Linked DNA regions of Salmo salar: region 2 is linked to region 1. Evidence: chromatin contacts called from public Hi-C data. All regions are on one chromosome and are shown on one strand. Each heading gives the region's core, a stretch centred on a gene start, on an enhancer-like site or on the middle of the called end of the contact. The rest is flanking DNA. Distances are from core to core; before and after follow the strand shown.

Region 1 (5,208 bases), core at 412-2,911:
CGCTTAAACGCACTCCTTAACACCCGCCAGTTTAACCGGGAAGCCAGCCGCACCAATGTGTCGGAGGAAACATCGTTCAGAAAGCGCAATGGGACAAGGAAACCCGGGTCTGTACTAACCGCTATGCCACTAAGGAGGCCCAAAAAATAAGTTTTAATACCGGTAAATGTGTGCTTTAATATTTTTTGGGGGCAACTGTGGTATAAGGGGGATAAACGCCTCTGTTCTGTACATTAATGTATATCAGCACGTCTAATGTACAGAACGTCTAATGTACAGAACGTCTAATGTACAGAACCTTGGCATTTATCCCTTACATATCTTTGTTAGAAAGAATAGTATATTTCCCTTGATGGAGTGATGCTGATTGTAAAAATGGGATAAACATACTCGTTCTCCCCTACACCCAGAATGCGCTGATTGGCCTGTTAGGCATGATTGAATAAGGCTTCAACCAATGACCCACAAAAGAGGGCATGTCCCATAGTGAGATGTCGAACCAAATCGACTGAAAGAGAATTACACTTTGTGAAAGAAAAACGTTGTCAGTGATCCTTTATGTATAAGGGATTTGACAATGCAATGCATAGGGACAAAACACACTTCCATCTCTAGTCCAAACTTTATCACTGGCCTCAGTACTATGCATCCAGAATAACATTATTTATATATTTAATATGGTATATAGTACTGTACATCCATAATTAAGTTATTTATATATTTAATATGATATATAGTACTGTACATCTGTAATTAAGTTATTTATATATTTAATATATAGTACATCTATAAATAAGTTATTTATATATTTAATATAGAGTACTGTACATCTATAATTAAGTTATTTATATATTTAATATAATATATAGTACTGTACATCCATAATTAAGTTATTTATATATTTAATATGATATAGTACTGTACATCTGTAATTAAGTTATTTATATATTTAATATGATATATAGTACTGTACATCCATAATTAAGTTCTTTATTTATTTAATAGAATATATATCAATTATATTAAATTAATTATTTACCATGCAATTCCACACTCCAGACTTCAGATGGCACTTTTGATCTATTTCAGCATCCGTTTACTAACCAAACCTGAAGAAGAGAAGAACCAGGGCTGTGGTAGCAGAGGCAGGGAAATACTTGGGACTGTAAGGATTTGCTGCAGAACAGCTGCAGGGGGTGTTGAGTGATAGTGTTCTGACACAGGAGGTTGGTGCCACCTTAATTGGGGAAGACAGGCTCGTGTTAATGACTGGAGCACAATGGGTGGAATGGTATCAAATACATCAAACACATGGTTTCCATGTGATTGATGCCATTCCATTTGCACCGTTCCAGCCATTATTATGAGCTGTCCTCCCCTTCAGTAGCCTCCATTGGTTCTGGAATAGGACTAGATAGGGTTAAATAGTGGAATGGGTTGGTGTTTTTTAGAGAGGGCTAATAGTTGGCAGGGCAATTTTCCTTTTTCCCAATTTTGTATTTATTACCTTATTAGGAATTTGATGTCGGTTGGCCGTGAATGGCCTCACACACCAGCACAATAGGTGGCAGTGTATGCATCTAAAAGTTGGATGCGATCTGCCAGCCAATTCGCTAAGAAGAAGAACAGGAAGAGAAGAACCAGGAAGCTTTAAAATTGAAGGAAATGCTTTGAGAAAATGTGAAGTGCCACGTCTATTTAACAGGTATTTACAGTATGACATACTAGTTTACTCTTAGAAATTCTTCAGTGACGTGAGATTTAGTAAGCTACATCAAGTGTAAGAACTGGATCTGGCAGTAATGTGACCAGAATTCAAACAAACATGATTCGTTTGCGGTAGCTTATAAACCTATACATTGCACCTGGTATATATATATATATATATAAAAAAAATATTGCGTTTTGGTGTGTCCTTTGCATCCTGATGCACAGGAAATTAAGGGGGCTTTCGCACCAAATTGGTTTCGAGCGTTTTTTATGAACTCTCGCATATTCGCCCTTATTTCGGTTCGTTTGGACGGGTGTGAACTCTATCAGCACACGGGAGCGCACCAAAACAACGCACTGTGGGGGTGGTCTCGGTCCGATTCCATTCGTGACGTGGTGCCAGTCTGGACCAAAAACAGGAAAATAACCGGAGGCACGCAGTATTATTGGTTTGACTGCGAACATTCGATGATACTCACGCAGTAGCTTACCATAACTTGATATGTCTGAAACATTATGTGAGTAGTCAGCGCATTTATGAGAACATGCTGATTAGGGCCCGAGTCTATACCAGGGATAAAGACTACTGAATTTATTTACCCTATTGACGGAGTGGTTAGAGCGAGTGGTTATTGTGCTGTTTTCTCCTGCATGTTGTTGGAAGACGAAAGTGATATGAAGTTTGAGAGACAAGTTATGCTTCTTGATAATCAATAATGGATTAAACATGAGCATTTTTTTTCTCCAATAAACAAATACTTGCATGAACACATGGTTTTGTTAGGCGTTTTAGTTTGTTTGACATTGGGCAATCAGAAACCAATCAGATGCCTCAAGTCCTCAACTGGCAGCTTCATTAAATAGTACCCTCAAAACACCAGTCTCGAGGTCAACAGTGAAGAGACGACTCCAGGATGCTGGCCTTAGCAAATAGCATATTCAATTTTACCACATTATACATACATTATCCTTATCCTCATTTCTCTTGTCAAATACAGTAGAATGGACAAGGTGATCAACTGCTTCAGTAAGAGACCTGATGCCGTGGCCAGGCTGATATGCTTCCCATGGGCAGGTGGAGGCTCCATACACTATGCACGCTGGGGGAAAATCCTCACCTCCATTGAAGGTAATGATGATGATGATAATAATAATAATAATACATAGCCATTTTCAAAGACCCAAAGGCGCTTTACGTAAGGTACTATTATTTTTAGAGCCCGACCGATAAATTGGTTGGCCAATATTAGTCTTTCACAGAAATATTTGTCGGCCTTTATTCCGCATATAATCCTGCGATATTATATACATAGAAGTAACGAATACAGTAGGTCTTCTCATTTGCTGTCATTTTTAGAATTTTTCAATGGTTGCCTAAAGATGGCACTCTACGAGCTGCTTATTGAACAACATTCAGCCCTAAGTCGAGAGAGAGAGTAGGCATGGTGGTTTGACGGTGAGTAGCTTGCCACATCTAGTGACGGCATATTTGAATAAGTAAATAATCAGAAGTACACTTCACCAAGCAAACAGCCCTGTCCTCATCCCATTCTCACTTAGTTAATGTTAGCTGGCTAGCTAGACAGCTATGTAGTTAGGCTCTATCTAGCCGGCAAGATACCTTTGGGCATGTAGTGTGTGTGGACACCTGCTTGTCGAACATCTCATTCCAAAATCATGGGCATTAATATGGAGTTGGGCCCACCTTTGCTGTATAACAGACTCCACTCTTCTGGGAAGGCTTTACACTAGATGTTGGAACATTGCTGCAGAGACTTGCTTCCATTCAGCCACGAGCATTAGTGAGGTCAGGGACTGATGTTGGGCGATTAGGCCTGGCTTGCAGTCGGCGTTCCAATTCATTCCAAAGGTGTTCGATTGGGTTCAAGTCAGTCAAGTTCTTCCACACTGATCTCGACAAACCATTTCTGTATGGACCTTGCTTTGTGCACAGGGGCATTGTCATGCTGAAAAAGGAAAGGGCCTTCCCCGGACTGTTGCCACAAAGTTGGAAACACAGAATTGGCTAGAATGTCATTGTATGCTGTAGCGTTAAGATTAACCTTCACTGGAACTAAGGGGCCTCGCCTGAACCATAACAAAACATCCCCAGACCATTATTCATCCTCCACCAAACTTTACAGTTGGCACTATGCACTGGCATCTGCCAAACCCAGATTTGTCTGTCAGACTGCCAGATGGTGAAGTGTGATTTATCGCTCCAGAGAACGCGTTTCCACTGCTCCAGAGTCCAATGGCAGCGAGCTTTAACCTCTATGGGCTAGGCGGGACGAATTCGTCCCACCTACGTAACAGCCAGTCTAATCCAGTGGCGCGATTTTTGAATCGTTTGAAATACTATTACTTCAATTTCTCAAACATATGACTATTTTACAGCTATTTAAAGACAAGACTCTCGTTTATCTAACCACACTGTCCGATTTCAAAAAGGCTTTACAACGAATGCAAAACATTAGATTATGTCAGGAGAGTGCCCAGCCAGAAATAATCAGACACCCATTTTTCAAGCTAGCATATAATGTCACCAAAAACCCAAACCACAGCTAAATGCAGCACTAACCTTTTATGATCTTCATCAGATGACACACATAGGACATTATGTTATACAATACATGCATGTCTGTTCAATCAAGTTCATATTTATATCAAAAAACAGCTTTTTACATTAGCATGTGACGTTCAGAAAAAGCATACCCCCGCAAACTTCCGGGAATTTACTAACAGTTTGCTAAATTACTCACGATAAACGTTCACAAAAAGCATAACAATTATTTTAAGAATTATAGATACATTACTCCTCTATGCACTCGATATGTCCGATTTTAAAATAGCTTTTCGGATGAAGCACATTTTGCAATATTCTAAGTACATAGCCCAGCCATCACGGCTAGCTATTTAGACACCCGGCAAGATTAGCCTTCACCATAATCACATTTCCTATAAGAAAAATGTTCTTACCTTTCCTGTTCTTCGTCAGAATGCACTCCCAGGACTTCTACTTCAATAACAAATGTAGGTTTGGTCCCAAATAATCCATAGTTATATCCAAATAGCGTCGTTTTGTTCGTGCGTTCTAGACACTATACGAATGGTAAAAAATGTCAAAATATTCCATTACCGTACTTCGAAGCATGTCAACCGCTGTTTAAAACCAATTTTTATGCCATTTATCTCGTAGAAAAGCGATAATATTCCGACCGGGAATCTGCAATAAACTAAACAGCCGAATTAAAATACTCCACGGGGGCTAATCGCGCACGCGCCTCATTCCATTGTCACCTAATGGGACACTTGAATAAGGTGATAATCTGTTTCAGCCTGAGGCTGCCTCGTCAACCTTCATGATTTTCCCGGGTCCTGAGAGCCTATTGGAGCCCTGGGAATTGTCACGTTACAGCTAAGATCCTTACTCTTCAATAAACAGATGCAAGACGCACGACTCCTTGTCAAACAGGCCACTTCCTGCATGAAACCTTG
Region 2 (4,961 bases), core at 1,733-4,232, 440 kb after region 1:
GAGAATGCTATTCATTGACTACAGCTCAGTGTTCAACACCATAGTGCCCTCAAAGCTCATCACTAAGCTAAGGACCCTGGGACTAAACACCTCCCTCTGCAACTGGATCCTGGACTTCCTGACGGGCTCCTCTGAAGTGGTAAGGGTAGGTAACAACACATCCGCCACGCTGATCCTAAACACGGGGGCCCCTCATGGGTGCGTGCTCAGTCCCCTCCTGTACTCCCTCTTCACTCATGACTGCACGGCCAAGCACGACTTCATCATCATTAAGGTTGCTGATGACAACAGTGGTAGGCCTGATCACCGACAACGATGAGACAGCCTATAGGGAGGTGGTCAGAGACCTGACCTTGTGATGCAATTAACCAATCTCTCCCTCAACGTGATCAAGACAAAGGAGATGATTGTTGACTACAGGAAAAGGAGGACCGAGCACGCCCCCATTCTCATCGACGGGGCTGTAGTGGAGCAGGTTGAGAGCTTCAAGTTAGTTTGGGGTCCACATCACCAACAAACTAACATGGTCCAAGCACACCAAGACAGTTGTGAAGATGGCACGACAAAACCTATTGCCCCTCAAGAGACTGAAAATATTTAGTATGGGTCAGATCCTCAAAAGGTTTTACAGCTGCACCATCAAGAGCATCCTGACTGGTTGCATCACTGCCTGGTATGGCAACTGCTCGGCCTCCGACCGCAAGACACTACAGAGGGTAGTGCGTAAGGCCCAGTACATCACCGGGGCCAAGCCTCCTGCCATCCAGGACCTCTATACCAGGCGGTGTCAGAGGAAAGCCCTAAAAATAGTCAAAGACTCCAGCCACCCTAGTCATGGACTGTTCTCTCTGCTATCGTACGGCAAGCGGTACCGGAGCGCCAAGTCTAGGTCCAAGAGGCTTCTAAACAACTTCTACCCCCAAGCCATAACACTCCTGAAGAGCTAATCAAATGGCTAACCACACTATTTGCATTGTGCCCCCCCCCCATACTGCTGCTACTCTGTTATTATCTATGCATAGCCACTTTAATAACTCCACCTACATGTACATAATTACCTTGACACCGGTGCCCACGCACTTTGACACATTAACTCTGTACCGGTACCCCCTGTACGTAGCCCCACTATTGTTATTTACTGCTGCTCTTTAATTATTTGTTATTCTTATCTCTTACTTTTTTAGGGATTTCCTTAAAATTGCATTGTTGGTCAAGGGCTGGTAAGTAAGCATTTCACTGTAAAGTGAAATTTACCCCTGCATAAACCTTACATGTGACAAATAAAATTTGACTTGATTTGAATAATGAGGCCTGTTTTACCTTGCTTCAAAGTTGCCTTGCGAAAATCCATCAGTAGAAACGTGGAGGCAATTATTTTATAAAGACTTCCTCATGCAATTAACTAGCATTTCTCTCCTATTCTATTTTCATATCAACTCTCTTTCGTTGTCCAGAATCCTACGGCACAATCCTAGTCATATTAGCAACACATCATAGCTGTTGCTATTAGATTCACACACCTCATTGCTAGAGTAATGCTTTTAATAGGTTAATGTTACATAGGCTTACGTTTTTGAAGTCATGTAAAAAAATATATTCTGATCGGTAGATCTTGGCTTGCATTTTGACTCAAAGTAATCTTCACTCAAAAATGGTTGGTGACCACTGGTCTCAGTAGACTAGTTCTAAATTGCTTGCCGAATGGGGCATGTCACGCAGCAATTAGCCTAGTTGTGAGCATGGCATGAGCGCCAATTTGATTGATAACGCGATGACAAGCTCACATAAAAGATAACTGTCAATACTAGTAGACTATGGTGGGAGAAGTCAGTTAAATATGAACTAGAACAAACTGCTCTAAGTTTAAATGACACACGGACCAAGCTTTTGGTGTAGCCCACTTAAAACATGCAGTGGAATGTCTCAAGATCGTTTCTGTTCCACAGGGCCAGACATCTTTCACTTACGATGGGGGCTGTCGGGAGTGGACTAAATGACAGATACTATGGCATAATCTGAACAGGGGCAACGTTGATACCAAATATGTTATAATGTGTCGATACTACATAGTGTGATGGTGGATGTGTGAAAATGTGACTGTGTTGCAAAAGTTGCTAAATAGATAGCATCACTTGCTAACTACATTGTTTTAGAAAAGCTAGTTAAATTGGCAGAAAAACTTGTATCCAGACAGAGTAATGTTGGCTACCGCCAATTTCAACGCCTAAAATCATCGATTATCAAAGATCCTGATAACGTTAATGTCAGTCTAGGAGGCTGTCAGGAGATGTTGTCACTGTTAACTACTAATGTTTACTTGTCACTGAGTACAGTGGATTGGTACAGTAACTAGCCAACATTTGAACCACAATCTGGATTTATAAAAGAGGCGTTGAATACGGCTTGAACGTCACCTGTAAACACAGATTCTGGTTCAGCAAGAATTGAAGTTTGAACAATTGTATAGTTGGATACCTACTGTAGCCAGGTAACGAACGTTATCAGACACTTTATTCTCAATATAATCTATATTACACAGCGAAGGCTGTGGAACATGCACGTGTTAATTGGGTCTGTGGTGTGGGGCTGTTACACGGCTTGGAAACTCACCTCTCCACTCCCGCTTGAGTAGAAACCCGCGTCTCTCTGGCGCCTATGTTTATCAGCAATCCCAAGTAAGCGCAGCAGCGACGGGTCCTCGCTCAACGTTAGTCCAATGTTGATGGGCCTCCGGCCTCCAGTGACTATCCCTCCACTTTCCGAGCCCAACCTTCCCCGCTGCGGACGTTTCTCCGATCGTAGCCGAATACGAGATGTCCATGGCCGGCCCGGGAAACGGGCCCGGGCTACGGCCGGCGTGCTGGAACCCGCGCCATTAGCGGGAGATGATAATCCCCCTCCCGCTGCCGCCATTATTCACTACTATAACAACAACGGTGGTAGTGCGCTGTGTCTGTAGCGCTTCTGGTGAAACAAGATGGAAAGGCGCGAGATCGGAAGGAAATACCATTGCATCATGGGAAAACGAGTTTGTTGTATTTCAGAATTCTCAGCATTCTTTTTGAGGGTTTATGAATGTGGAGTACATATACATTTTGTTTTATTCATGTTTTATATTTCAATTAAGTAAAAAAGTATTAAAAGGAACTAAAAGAACATAAACATACATGTATAGTAAAATGCATTATTATTCAGTATTCAGTCCACTTGCAGTAAATGTTTGCAACTTTAACCATTTTTTTCTCCTTCTGCCCACATGTTCCTCTCCTTTTTGCCATAATATGTATATATTGTTGTGCAGGTAACCACACAGATTCTTATTTGTAATGAGGATCTTAAGTGATCACAGCAATATAAAATACCCCTCAAAATCAATGTCATTCCATCTCTCTCTGCATTCCTTCTCCATGATACTCATTTCCATTTGACTCAACATCTACATCACATTTTACATTTTAGTCACTTAGCAGAAGCTCTTATCCAGAGCGACTTACAGTAGTGAATGCATACATTTGATACATTTTCCCCCCATACTGGTCCCCCGTGGTAATCGAACCCACAACCCTGGCGTTGCAAACACCATGCTCTACCAACTGAGCCACACCTGCCATTATTTTTTATATGACTCTCCAGAGTATCCATCTACTTCAACAGCACCACCCTTATATACCGTTTCTCTGCTGCTTCTCGACCAATCCCTCGTAAACCTATCTACTCTTTTCCTCCTCCACAGCACCATCCCCCTTTCCTGTTTCTCTGCTGCTCTTCTCCAGAATGGTTTTGACCTGGACCCATCCCTCCTTAGTCCATCTCCTTTTCTCCTCCACTTCTCTTAGCCAGGTTAATCTCCAGCTCACTCCTTAGCTGGTTCCAGGTGTTATTCTCCTCTTTCCCATTCTCAACTACAAGCAGTTGCCTTATTTTAGGCTTATTTTTTTACATTCATTCATCCTTGACCTCTCATCTTTTCCTTTTTCTGCCTTTGGATTTCCTTCTCATTCTCTATCCTCACTAGCTCCTTCTGCCACAACCTCAATGAATGGAAAAGATAAGCACCATACAATCTTACTCAGTATTCATCTTTTCCATTAATTTCAGGTTCACACACTAGTTTCCACTAATCTCAAATTCACATAAATTACAGACTCCAATTTAAAAATCACTCCTTACTATTTAATTATGGATGAAAAAAAATACAAGATCATATCACAACAACGACATCCTTCACAGAACAATATATTCTCCAGACCAATATATATAAATTGACATGATCAGAAGATGCCTTGACAGGAACGTAAACTAAATGATGAGTGGAATGTTGAAGGCGGTAGGTTGCCCAGCGATTAAGAGCGATGGGCCAGTAACTGAAAGGTCGAATCCCGAGCTGACAAATCTGTTGATGTGCCCTTGAGCAAAGAATTTCACCCTAATTGCTCCTGTAAGTTGCTCTGGATAAGAGCATCTGCTAAATGACTAAAATGTAAACCAAAAAAACCCATTGATTTCCTACTAAAATCAGTATGATAAGTTACTAAATCTTCTCACAATTGAGGTAATACGGAAATAGATTCCTACCCTGGAAGGGGGCTGGCAGTTGAAATTCACAATCATGTACACATCATTAGAGGGTTCTAAAAGCACTTCAAAATAATCAGTGGGAGCAACCAGGAACAAGCTAATGATCCAACTGAGTGCTTATCCATAATGGTATGTCACATACTCCAAACTCCCATCTTGAACATAAAAAACCCACCCACATCAATGCCTGTTTTAACTAAATTATATTTTCCAAACCCTTAAAAGCTGCAGCATCTAACTTTGTAGGTAACCCGACCAAATTCACATAGAAATATGAGTTATAGAAAGAAGCAACTCATTGAAAGCAAGTCTAAGAAGCCGTCGATCTGTTCTATGTGCGCCATTTCTATGATTCCCTTAAGTTTCGTTTTGCGGCTTTTACT

Evidence for each region. A called contact is a pair of places that touch in the nucleus more often than the background predicts.
Region 2: a Hi-C map of muscle shows a contact between it and region 1, with 4 times the contacts expected there. The contact joins the promoter of LOC106588247 here to the promoter of olah in region 1. A contact is called at or near these places in 3 of 3 Hi-C or Micro-C datasets (blood, gill and muscle).

The regions. Positions count from the first base shown.
Region 1 is chrssa27:5,452,814-5,458,021 of Ssal_v3.1, forward strand. It overlaps olah (oleoyl-ACP hydrolase), which reads left to right and starts at 1,662. Exons shown (of 7, transcript NM_001141261.1): 1 at 1,662-1,705; 2 at 2,709-2,839. The coding sequence starts at 2,713.
Region 2 is chrssa27:5,890,222-5,895,182 of Ssal_v3.1, forward strand. LOC106588247 (histone-lysine N-methyltransferase 2B) reads right to left here and starts at 2,983. Exons shown (of 38, transcript XM_014177065.2): 1 at 2,611-2,983. The coding sequence starts at 2,913. It overlaps LOC106588248 (putative zinc finger protein 66), which reads right to left. Exons shown (of 5, transcript XM_014177067.2): 5 at 4,152-4,961.